2 separate regions of the Mus musculus genome follow, and region 1 is linked to region 2. A link is a contact called in public HiChIP or PLAC-seq data. All regions are on one chromosome and are shown on one strand. The core of a region is the stretch at or near the end of the contact, and the rest is flanking DNA. Distances in the headings are between cores, read along the strand shown. Region 1 holds the start of Pip4p1 (phosphatidylinositol-4,5-bisphosphate 4-phosphatase 1). Region 2 overlaps Tep1 (telomerase associated protein 1).

Region 1 (6,176 bases), core at 1,553-4,052, 82 kb before region 2:
TTCAATACCTCACATACTTGTCAGAAAATATCCAATCTAGTGGCTAACATTTACTTTCATTTGATTTCTAGTCTACACCCTGTATTTGATCTGTAACAAAAACATCACCTAGAGGCCAAATGACAAATGAATAAATGAATGAACAGTAGATAAATACATAAACCATTTATTCTCTCTCTCTCTCACACACACACAAACTCATTTATTCTACTTTGACCCTTCAGAGTATAAAATGGGTTCTTTCCTCCCTACATTGTTTTGGTGGCAGGAATGCATACTAGGATTGAAATCCCGGGCATAATGTGTGCTAGGCAAGTGCTTCACCACTGAAATATGTCCCCAGTTCTACTTTTAACTTTTTTTGTATAGCTAGAACCGGATATAAGTTATCATAAAACACAACTTTAGTGAAGATGGAGGTATCGTATCACAAAAGGATAGATTTGGGGGGCTATATATAGCAAGGGCCCAAATAGCGAAACCTAACCTAATTGAGAGTCTATAGCAGAAATCAGCAAGAACAGCAAACTGGCCTGTTGTCTGCAGAGCTGTGACTCATTTTTTAAGTATGTGCTGGGGAGTGTTGGGGTTGTTGAAGACAAGTCTGATGGTAGAAACTAATCTGAAAAAAAAAAAAAACCTGTGTCTAAAACTATCAGAACCTAGAATCAGGCATGGTGTCTCAGGCCTTTGAGGAGAGGTGGGACTTGCCAAGAATTTAAGACCAGCCTAGTTCAAGGATGAGACCCTATTTAAAAAAAAAAAAAATCAAACCAAAACAAAAAAGCCTCCATTTACAATTTCTTTGCTGAAGACAAAAATTAAGCAAAGTCTAAAGACGTTCATCTACCAAATATGACAAAACTATCTTTGGATTTGAGTCACTAGCTGAATCAATAAACACATGTGTATATATCTGACAGGTCAGTATACATCAATTGAGTAAAATGATGCACTTCCCTTCCATCGGTGGAGAGAGACACTAATAAAAGATAATTTTCATTTCAGCAATGGAGGTATTTAGATCAGTTGTGGATCACTGTAGTGGCCTCCATCTGCTCTGAGGAAAGGCTGCTTCTTTAATGGTGTATTTGAGAGAGAGAGAGAGTGTGTGTGTGTGTGAGGGGGGGGAGCAGGCAGACGTGTGGATACATATATATAGGTATTTATTTAGAATGCTGTTCAGAATTTTAGTGTTTTAGGAGGGCAGCAGCAGTGGGTTTTCTCCTAGGGCCCATGACGTCACCAGCCACAGTAGTTGACAAGGTTGACAGAAGCACACCATCCCAGGCCTAAAGTCCAGCAGGTTACCCTTGAGATGAAGTGCCACACTATTGAACCCACTCTTGCTGGGCTGGCCATTGTGATTTGTAGGGGGTTTTAGTTGCTTTTCTCCCATGGCAGCTTCCGTAGACAGCACTTGCACACATGCTTTGAGAGGGGCTTTCAGGTTGGTTCCAACCTTAACCCTTGTAGAGACACTTGTAGAATTAATTATAATTTTACAGCTATGCTTAGAGGCAAATGCCTGTATTCTCAATTACCCGGGAGGTTTGCGAAGAATCACCAAATTCCAAGCCAGGATCTTGTCTCAAAACTAAAGACTGTGGATGTAGCAGTGGTAGTACAGCACATTTTCAGAATTAAAAAAAAATTATTATTATTATCTTTTTTAGGCGCTGAAAGGGAACCTAGGGCTTCCAGCATGGTTACCATTAAGTTCACCAGATAGCATCACCATAACCATCCTACAGGAACAGTCTCTCATTTCCGTTTGTGAGTCAAATCGGACTCAAACTCATGATCCTCTTGCTTTAGCCAGCCTCAGACTCAGCATGCGCACTAGGCTTTTAGACAGTCTTCATATAGCTCAGGCTGGTCTCAAACTCTTAGCCAAACCCGAATGTCTGATCCTCCTGTCTCCATCTTCCATAGTCTGGGATTACAGCCCTACACTGTGACCTTCTGTTTTTTTAACTTTGGACGTTTTTATTTTATATATATGTGTGTGTGCCCACGCACTTAAGCCACGTGTATGTAGCTGCCGGGTGCACAATCTCCAGGAGGTAGAGTTACAGGTAGCATCGGCCCTAGGACTCAAACTAGGCTCCTTTGAAAGAGCAGAAAGTTCCCTTAACCGCTAACGCATCTTCCCAGTGCCCCGCCCTCTTGTATTCTGATCCTCCTTGTGTAGTTCAGTGTTTCTCTCCGCTACCCTGGAATTCCCTTTCCTAACTCATCTCCCCAAGTGTTGCATTTACAGGCATACGCAACCACATCACCACTACTCGGGGGCCTTGTGCCAAGTCAGACAAGCGTGCTAAGCCCTCAAGCTCCCGGTGGCTTTTCGATTCTTGTCCAGGTTTTAGGGCGGTTCCCGCGGCCCAGGATACCAGCCCTGCCAGCCAGAAGGCAGCCGCCCTCACGTTCTGGCGCTAAATTTGGGCCAATAGGGTTACGTCCCACGGGAGACTTGGGCCCAATGAGGAGCGACTCACGCGACAGGCTGCGCACGTGACGCGTGCGGGGCAGCCGCCCACCTGGGCCGGAGGTAGCGCGACCGCCCCACTTCCAATCGCTCGCACAACTTCGAGTCACGTGCAGTGTTTACGGACTCAGCAGCTACGGGAAGACCATGTGACAGTGACGTGACACGTCTCTCTCCAATGGAGAAGGGACGCTCCCTTACAAACCGGGAACTGTTTCAGGTCCACGAATGACAGCGCAGAGGGGCGGGGCCAGCCTGTCACGTGAGCGGGGCGGCACTGGCTGCGGGCGAACGCGGCGCGCAGGCGCCTTAGGGACCCGGTAGCGACGGCGGCGGCGGCGGTGGCAGCGGCGGCGGGAGCTGGTCGCTGACCGAGCGGGAGTCGCCATGGCGGCAGACGGAGAGCGCTCCCCGCTGCTCTCCGAGGCCGGCGATGGCGGCGCTGGTGGCAACGGCTTAGCGGGCCCGGGCGGGAGCGCGACCGGGCCCGGTGGAGGCCTGACGCCCTCCGCACCTCCGTACGGAGCCGGTAAACATGCCCCGCCCCAGGGTAAGCCGGAGGTCTGAGGTGCACGCAGGCCTAGGGGCGGATCGGGTCAGGGGGCGGAGCCTGCTTCCGCGCCAGGTGTGGCCCCGTGGCACCTGTCACGGGGCGAGGCATCCTCGGTCCGCAATCACTGCCTAAGCCTGGCCTGAAAGCGGGTTTTGAGGAAACTGATCTGAGCGCTTTTTTTGTGAGCAGCGGATCGAGCTTACTCAGAGGGTTCCCCACGTCCGTGGAGCATCCGTGGGAAGTGTTCGAATGATGATTTTGGGTTTATCTGCTTCCTCTTCGTAGCATTTCCCCCGTTCCCTGAGGGACATCCAGCCGTGTTGCCTGGAGAGGACCCACCCCCCTACTCACCCTTGACTAGCCCGGATAGTGGGAGTGCCCCCATGATTACCTGTCGCGTCTGTCAGTCTCCGATCAACGTGGAAGGCAAGATGCATCAGCATGTAGTCAAATGTGGTGTCTGCAACGAAGCCACTGTGAGTTATAACTATCTGCAGAATGGGCCTTGTTTCCTGGATCCTCTTTCTGGTTCAACACCCTGTTCATGAAACTTTCAGTTCCTGCATCTTGCAGCAGCCATTTCTTTAGAAGCCACTCACTAAAAATAACGTTCACCAAGCTCTCACTTTTTGATCTTTCCTGGACCTGAAGTGTAGTTCTCACTGGCAGTTGTTGCAGTTGCTTTTGATTTTTGTATTTTGGGGTTCTCTGCTTTTCTGAGACGATCTCACAATGACCCGGGTTCCCATCAGACTCTGCAATCTTCCTGCCCCAGTCTCACAGGCACACTCTACTCTGCTGGCAACATTTGTATATCTCAAATGTCTGATTCTCTTTCTCAGTAATGTCCTTGCAGAGGACTGGGATAATGGGCTTCTCTGCTGAAATGCCCATTGTTCCTTTATTCATTGTTCTCTAGCCCATCAAGAATGCACCTCCAGGAAAGAAGTATGTCCGATGCCCCTGTAATTGTCTCCTTATCTGCAAAGTGACTTCTCAGCGGATTGCCTGCCCTCGGCCCTACTGGTAAGAGACCTAAGAAGAGAAGGCCATATGTAAGGAAAGTTGTAAAGCAATAGGGAAACAAACAAACAAAAAAACAAACAAAAATCTAGAGCTGGGCAAGGTGGTGCATGCCTGTGTTCAATCCCAGCACCTGAGAAGTGGAGGCAGGAAGGCCTGTGTAGTAGCACCTTGAATGTCTAGTCATCCTGCCTACACCTCCTAAGTGCTGGGATGCAGTGTGTCATCAGATCCAAATAGAACTAAGAATTTTAAAAACATACTTTTCCCCCTGTATAGCAAAAGAATCATCAACCTAGGGCCTGTGCATCCAGGACCTCTGAGTCCAGAGCCACAGCCAATGGGTGTCAGGGTCATCTGTGGACATTGCAAGAACACGTTTCTGGTGAGGAGGGATATTGGGAAACCCTGGAGGAGGCAAGTACTAGGAATAGTAGTAAATCCTGAAAAGAATTTCCTCCTCCCCCCTGCTTTCGGGTTCTCATGGAGGAGAGCCTTCTTTCTATGGCTGTTCTTCTTTTTCCATAGTGGACAGAATTCACAGACCGAACCTTGGCACGATGCCCTCACTGCAGAAAAGTGTAAGTGGTTAGGGATTGTACTGGTGACTGGGTGGTGGGTGGCATAAAATCAACAGGGCTATTCCAAATATCAGTTTCTATTGGCTCCCCACAGGTCATCTATTGGGAGACGATATCCTAGGAAGAGATGTATTTGCTGCTTCTTGCTTGGTTTACTCTTGGCAGTCACTGCCACTGGCCTTGCTGTGAGTAGCCTCAATGCAAACCTCTTACCAGCCTCATCACAGGCTAAGATTTGAGAAGGTGATACCTTAAAGAATGGTGAGAGAGCTGGTGTTGGGTTCTGTCCCTGTAATCAAAGAATACAGGCAGTTCTAAGGTAGCCCAGGCTACATAGCAAGACCCCATCTATAATACAAAATGAGGGAGTAGGTTGTTGCCAGCTGCAAATGTGGCTTAGCTGGTAAAAGTATTGGCCTAGCTTGCATGAACACGATCATCCAGCACCACACAAACTGAGCAGAACTGAGCATGGCGGTGCAAGCCTGTGGTCCCAGTACCTAGGAGGTAGAGGCAGGAGCATAGAATTTCAAGGCCATTGACTATAGGATTTGAGGCTGTGCAGGGTACCAACATGAGACCCTTGCCTTATAAAATAAAAACCTAAAATGAGTCTGGTGATAGGATGTAGGGGGAGTATACTTTTAGGTAGAGGTGAACTAAAGTTAAAATTCACTAATAAACTAAGAAGCTAAACAGTGTCCCCACTCTGGAGAAAGAAATGAGTTATCAGCAATCCTGGTTCACTCAGTAGATGTGAGAAATGCTGGCAGATGCCTGGGATGGCAGAGTACTTTACTGCTTAAGGGAAGGAAGCACTAAACCACCTGATCTTGGAAAGACCCCTGAAGGTGTTACAAGTGATTGGGGTACAGAGACAGAAGTTTGCATTGCATTACTGTTTCTAGGACTTTGAAATAGTAGATACCAAAAGTAACCTCATCTTTTTCTTCTTCCTCATCTGTCAGTTTGGTACATGGAAGCATGCACAGCAATATGGAGGGATCTACGCAGCCTGGGCATTTGTCATTTTGTTGGCTGTTCTATGTTTGGGTCGGGCCCTTTATTGGGCTTGTATGAAGGTCAGCCATCCTGTCCAGAACTTCTCCTGAGCCCCTTGATGCAGTCTGTGCCTGACCGCTGCCTGGTACCAACAGTAACACTACAAAAGGCTCTCTGGACTTCTACAAGGAAGCCAAACAGCTGCCTCCCTTTTCCCTGGGGAGAGGTAGGAAGGAAGCAGTCCCTTCCTTCCTTATGTTTGGAAGGGTAGGTAAGACCATTGCTGGCTGGCTGCTCTCTTCCAGGGGTTGCTGTTTAGGGTAAATAGGCAACATTGCCCCTAAGCCTGGATCCTAAAGATGGTTCTAGCCATGCCCTTCCTGTACGTGCTCCCGAGAACCATTCCTGTCCCTTAATACATTCCAGGGCAGGGTTGGGGTGGGAGATGGGAGGGGGTGTTCCCCTCCCTCTGTGCACCATTAGGACCTTGCTGCTGCTATTGCACTTCACCAGGGGCTGGCTCTGGCCT
Region 2 (5,711 bases), core at 2,771-5,270:
CAAGTCCAGGTCAGAAACACAGCCCTGCTGTTCAGAAATATATAAGTGACAGAACGCTGGGCTCATCTCAAATAATTGATAAAGGCATGAGTAGCCAGGTTTAATAGAACACACCCTCAATCCCAGTACACAGAAGCAGGAAAAATGCAAGTTTGAGGCTAACCTGGGATACAAAGTGTTCTCGTTCTCGCTCTGTCTCTCTCTGTCTCTCTGTCTCTCTGTCTCTCTCTCTCTTTCTGCCTCTCTCTCACTCTTTCTCTAGCATATAACCTGGGCATGGTAACTAGTATACACCTTTAATCTCAGCACTTGAGTAGCAGAGGCAGGCAGATCTCTTTGAGTTCACCGTCAGCTTTACTTACATAGTGGATTCTAGTCAAGACTACATAGGGAGACACTGTCTAGAAAGAAAAAGAGAAAAGAAAAGAAAAAGAAGCATAGATGTATTAACTTTGAAGATTTCTCAAACAAATCAGTACTTGTTTTTTGTTTTTGTTTTTTTAATTGATTATATTAGTCTTTCCTTGCCCTAATGAAATACTGGAGGTTAGCTAACTTCATAAATGACAGATGTTTATCTTGCTCACAGTTCTTGAGGCTAGAGGGTATGGCACTGGCATTGGATGACGATGGTAAGGATCTCAGGGCAGGAGATGTGGTGTGGAAACACACACGGAAGACAACTGTTATGTCCTGAACCAAGAGAGAAAGTGACTGATGCTTCAGGTTCAGGTTCAGGTTTTTACAACTTATGTTTGCAGGAACAGATAGATACCTCAGAGTCTCCCAAGAGTGCTACATAATACCCGAAGGATATCTTGCTGGGCATAACCTATCAATACAGGGTCCAGCTGAGCCCCCTCTTTTTACCGCACATTGGGTTCAAATTTCAACCCAGAAGCCAGTGGAGGATACATTCAAACAGCATCCAGGGTGGGACATTGACACCTCAGCCCAACCTCCTAACCCAAGTTTCTTTCCTTCAGGAGTTAGAAGGCAATGATGAGTGGCCCCTGGACACTTTTGGGAAGTATCTGCTGTCTCTGGCTGTCCAAAGGACCCCCGTGAGTCCTACTAGATTCCTATGAAACTCCCTCCTAGCATTTCCTCCACAGCCTGCTCTTTTTTGTTGTCAACTGTAGCTGAGGCTGGCCTTCCATACCTGCTTCTCCTGCCTCCATCTCCCAAGTGCTTGGCTCATAGATGTGGGATATGTGCCTAATTGCCTCTGATTTCTTGACCTTTCTAAATGATCTGTCAAACTTTGCAGTGTTCTCGTCAGCTCACTGCTCAGTGTATTCCCTCGGAAAGGGCTGTGCTCCTAAATCTTTAGTGATAGATGGAAAATAGGAGTGTTATGTAATGTTTGCTAGTTCCCATGGTATAAATTGTTCCACCGTGGCAGTCTTCAAGCTTATGCCCTTGAATACAGAGCTGTGCAGAAATACACAGAAGCCTGTCCATTGATTGTATTTCCACAGTAATGGGATGTAAATATGTTCAGGGTTAGATGATAGTGAGATGTAGTAACATAATTAGAAGGTAATGCATTTCGAGAATTATTACCATTGTCCTAAACATAATAGAAATACTCTAGTGTTTAGAATTGAAGTCAGGGTAAGTGCTTCACTTTGAACTATATCCATAAGCTCTTTATTTATTGAACTGAATGTTTAAAATGGCCATGTAGAGAACATGCTTAGCTTAACATGCTCAAAGCCCACACCACTAAATATAAAACAGCCACACTTAAGGACTGACCCACAGCCAGGCATGGTGGCACACTCCTTTAATCCTAGAAGAAGGAGGAGGTGGGAGGATCTCTGTGAGTTCAAGGCCAGTATACTATGTATACTATGGTATACCTAATAAGCTCCAAGACAGGACTACACAGAGATCCTCAAAAACAAGCAAAACAAACAAAAACAAACCCCAACAAGAACAAAAAACGAAAAAATTTAAAAAACCAAAAAAAAAACCCAAAAAACAGTTTCACAGTGAACCTTCATCTCTCATGAGCATGAATGAGCTCCACAACACAATCCCTCACTTCTTTTTCTTTTCTTCCCATCCCTGCTGTCCCTGATTCTTTGATGCCACCCTAGGTTGGGGTGTAGTGGCATCCCTTCTAAGCATTCTCAGGAGCTGCACTTTCCTTTCCCCTCAGCATTCTAACCCATCAGTCCTTAAGCATCCTGACGCTCTGAGCTCATCCATGTCTATTTTAGCCTGGATCCCGGATCTCAGCCTCCTCTTTTCATCTTACAGATTGACAGGGTCATCCTGTTTGGTCAAAGGATGGATACCGAGCTCCTGAAAGTAGCCAAACAGATTATCTGGCAGCATGTGAATTCCAAGTGCCTCTTTGTTGGTGTCCTCCTACAGAAAACACAGTACATGTAAGGTTGCTGGTTGTTCTTGTACGGCGTCTGAAGACAGTTGTCCATATTTTCCCGTCTGCTCCTGTCAAAGTCTCACTTGTTTGATGTTTTGTATCTTGCCTTCTTGCTTTATTAGTTCTATTGAATTTAATTTTCTAGGACTTTCTTTGAAGTCTTTTTGCCCCTGTATGCTATTAGATACTGGACCCAGACCTTCTGTCCTTCTAGGCAAGCATCCTCTCACTGAGCTGTACTCTGGCCACATAATTCTATTACGACAAGATTGGTTGCACTCAGGGTAATACAGCTATCGGTCACAAAACTGTTATATAGGGGTGAGGTGTATATCTTAAGGTACTGCGGAGTAGAGTCTAGGTATATAGCCTTGGCTGGGTTTGAACTTGATATCCTCCTGTCTTCCAGGGCAGGTGCTGGGATTGCAGATGTAAGCCACTACCCCTGACTCCAGGCATCGATTTCGGTGCTTAGTGACTGCTTCTTTCTTTGGCAGATCACCAAATTTGAATCCCAACGATGTGACGCTCTCAGGCTGCACTGACGGGATCCTGAAGTGAGTCCACATTGGGCATCGGAGGGGAAAGAGGTTGCCTTAGAATGCACTTAAGGGATTCTCTATGCCTGTTAGCTCATTTATTTATTTTTCAAAATAAGATGGCTTATTTTCTTTCACAGATGTCTAAGCTTATCAGCAATACAGTGTGATAAGGGTTCCAACCTTCACTGCCTTTTTTTTTTTTTAAATAGAGCACTTTTGTTTTCTTTTTTTTTCTTTTTTAATTTAAATGTATTTGTTTAGTCCATGTGTATGAGTCCACTGTCACTCTCTTCAGACACACCAGAAGAGGACATCAGATCCCATTACAGATGGTTGTGAGCCACCATGTGGTTGCAAGGAATTGAACTCAGGACCTCTGGAAGAGCAGTCAGTGCTCTTAACCACTGAGCCATCTGTCCAGCTCAACCTTCACTGTCTTAATGCTTGATCACTCTCAACAACCTCTACCTCCTGGCTAAAGGTGGTACCTCAGCTCTGTGTTATACACATCCAAGTTTATGCTATATCCAATGAGAAAGAGGAAAAGCAGGTTGGAACCTTGGATCATCAGTTAAGAGTACATACTGCTCTTGCAGAGGTCCTGGATCTTGATCTGGTACCCAGTACTCAGTACCCAGTACCCAGTAACCATGCCAGGTGGCTCCCAACTACCTGTAATTGTATCCAGCTCCAAAGGGATTCAACAACCTCCTGCAACTCCAGAGATTTGATGCCTCTGCAGACACTGCACTTTTTGGTGCACACGAACCCATAGACGTACACACAGGCATACATAATTAGTTTTTAAAAGGAAATCTTTCTGATCTATTTTATTGAGTTATTATTTGCAATTATTATGCATAATTTTTGTTATTCACCACTTTATTAATTTCCATATGTTTTTAGCTTTTGAGATTAAGTTCTAATTACATCATTTCCCCCTTCTCTTTCCTCTCTCCAATCCCTCCTGTGGTTTGCTCCTCTTGCTTGCTCTCAAATATATAGTCTCTTTTTCTTTGTTCCTGTTACACACAGAGAGACTATAACTAGCTCAGCTCAGTTGGTGTTCCTTGTATGTGAATGATGTCAGGGCTGACAACTGGTATTACGTAACAAAGTTAGAGGGCTCATCCCTGGGGAAGCCTTTCTTCTACTCTTAGCATCCCTTAGTTACCTGTGCTTCTCTGTTTAGATCCCCACTTGGGTCTCTTGGTGATGTACTTGTTCAGGCTTTGTTTAGGTTGCCACACAGAGACATATACACAAACACATAATTGAAACTTTTTAAAACAATTTTAAAAAAACAAAAGTCGAGTGTGGTGTTGCATGCCTTTATTCCCTTGAGCAGCAGTAGCAGGCAGAGATCAGCCTGGTCTACATAGTAAGTTCCAGGCTAGCCAAGTCTACATAGTGAGACCCTGGAGAGAGAGGGGGGGAAAGAGGGAGAGAGAGAGAGAGAGAGAGAGAGAGAGAGAGAGAGAGAGAGAGAGAGAGAGAGAGAGAAAGAGAGAGAGAGGGAGAGGGAGAGGGAGAGGGAGAGAGAGAGAGAGCGAGAGAGAGGAGCGATATGAAAAAATTATATTACTTTTATGTGTATGAATGTTTTGCTGGTGCAAATTATATATATATGATGGGCAAGGCCAGAAGAGGGCGTCAGGTTCCCTAGAACTGGAGTCACAAACAGATGTGAGCATCCATGTGAGCATGTGGGTGATGGAAACCTTCCTTGGGAAGAGCTGCAGATGCGTTTGAACCTTCATGTTTGTTTCCTCTCGTCAAGTTTTCTTTGGATGTCACCTACACTCTTCAACTCATATTGGGAAGCCTCAAGCAATAGGGAGCTATTGTAGTTTATACAGAGCTGATCGCACAGAACAGGGAAGGTCTTAAACTGTAACTTTAGCTCAGACCAGTTTTCTAACAGGGATCTTAAGGTCACCATGCACAGAGAGTGGGAGGGGCTGGGCTGGTGACATCCTTCATCCCCAGTGTTTTGTAGTCTTATTTTCCAGTACACTTTCCTGGCTTATGGTTATCCTTTTTGTCTGGCTAGTCTTTTTGAGATGGGTCTCATTATATGATCCGGGCTCACCTGTACTTGTGATTGCCCCTAGCTCAGGTTGAGAACTGTGACCATGACATACCAGGTCTGCTCTATGGCTGTCTTCCTGAGGGGAGCCGCTGAACTGAGCAGGCGTGTCTTTGCTGCCTGTTTCTCTTGGGATGCCTTCCTGGTTCTGATCTCCAATATTCTGTTTTCATCATGCTTTTCTTAGATTCATTGCCGAACATGGAGCCTCTCGTCTCCTGGAACATGTGGGACAACTAGATAAACTATTCAAGATCCCCCCACCCCCAGGAAAGACACAGGCACCGTCTCTCCGGCCGCTGGAGGAGAACATCCCTGGTCCCTTGGGTCCTATTTCCCAGCATGGGTCAGTCTAGGTTGTGGGACTTGGTGATCTGGGAGGGTTGCCATCAGAACCTGGAGAAATCCTGTGCCTGCCATTCTGTCTGCTAGGGGCATTTGCATTTGGTCTGTTTACTAAGGTCTTTGTTCTCCTCCCCAGGCAGGGGCTTCCTGGGAACTGTCAGACTGTGAACCTATTCCTTGCTTTACTAGAGAGAAAAAAAAAATGTCTGTATGTAGGGAGGAGAGAAGACTCCACATCGATATAGCCAAGGCTTAGGCAAAAGGTTTAGGGCACAGGCTCTGGCTTTTCACATGGGCTTGCTTGATTGTTTTAATTTCTTAAAGATATAAGATATAGTTA

The links. HiChIP or PLAC-seq counts read pairs in DNA pulled down with a chosen protein or histone mark.
Region 1: an H3K4me3 HiChIP or PLAC-seq map of bone marrow-derived macrophages shows a contact between it and region 2, with 7 times the contacts expected there. The contact joins the promoter of Pip4p1 here to the enhancer-like site in region 2. A contact is called at or near these places in 1 of 39 promoter capture datasets (macrophages), 7 of 484 Hi-C or Micro-C datasets (bone marrow-derived macrophages, brown adipocytes, embryonic stem cells and 4 more), 16 of 115 datasets of contacts at active chromatin or transcription factors (the 230-238 cell line, the SCID.adh cell line, bone marrow-derived dendritic cells and 9 more) and 5 of 9 other capture datasets (adipose tissue, bone marrow-derived macrophages, liver and 2 more).

The regions. Positions count from the first base shown.
Region 1 is chr14:50,927,475-50,933,650 of GRCm38.p6, reverse strand. It overlaps Pip4p1 (phosphatidylinositol-4,5-bisphosphate 4-phosphatase 1), which reads left to right and starts at 2,802. Exons shown (of 7, transcript NM_001033271.5): 1 at 2,802-3,038; 2 at 3,327-3,517; 3 at 3,961-4,067; 4 at 4,344-4,449; 5 at 4,593-4,645; 6 at 4,740-4,830; 7 at 5,614-6,176. The coding sequence starts at 2,876. The coding sequence ends at 5,757.
Region 2 is chr14:50,847,275-50,852,985 of GRCm38.p6, reverse strand. Tep1 (telomerase associated protein 1) reads left to right here. Exons shown (of 55, transcript NM_009351.2): 14 at 1-9; 15 at 987-1,064; 16 at 2,269-2,399; 17 at 2,893-2,952; 18 at 5,214-5,372. Among named protein-coding and RNA genes, the nearest start is that of Gm52116, 14 kb to the right of the region's middle. Within about 2 kb of position 4,020, at least 3 of the 459 cell types and tissues checked have an H3K27ac peak or open chromatin away from gene starts, as enhancers often do. A contact at or near this core is called in bone marrow-derived macrophages, where this site is marked.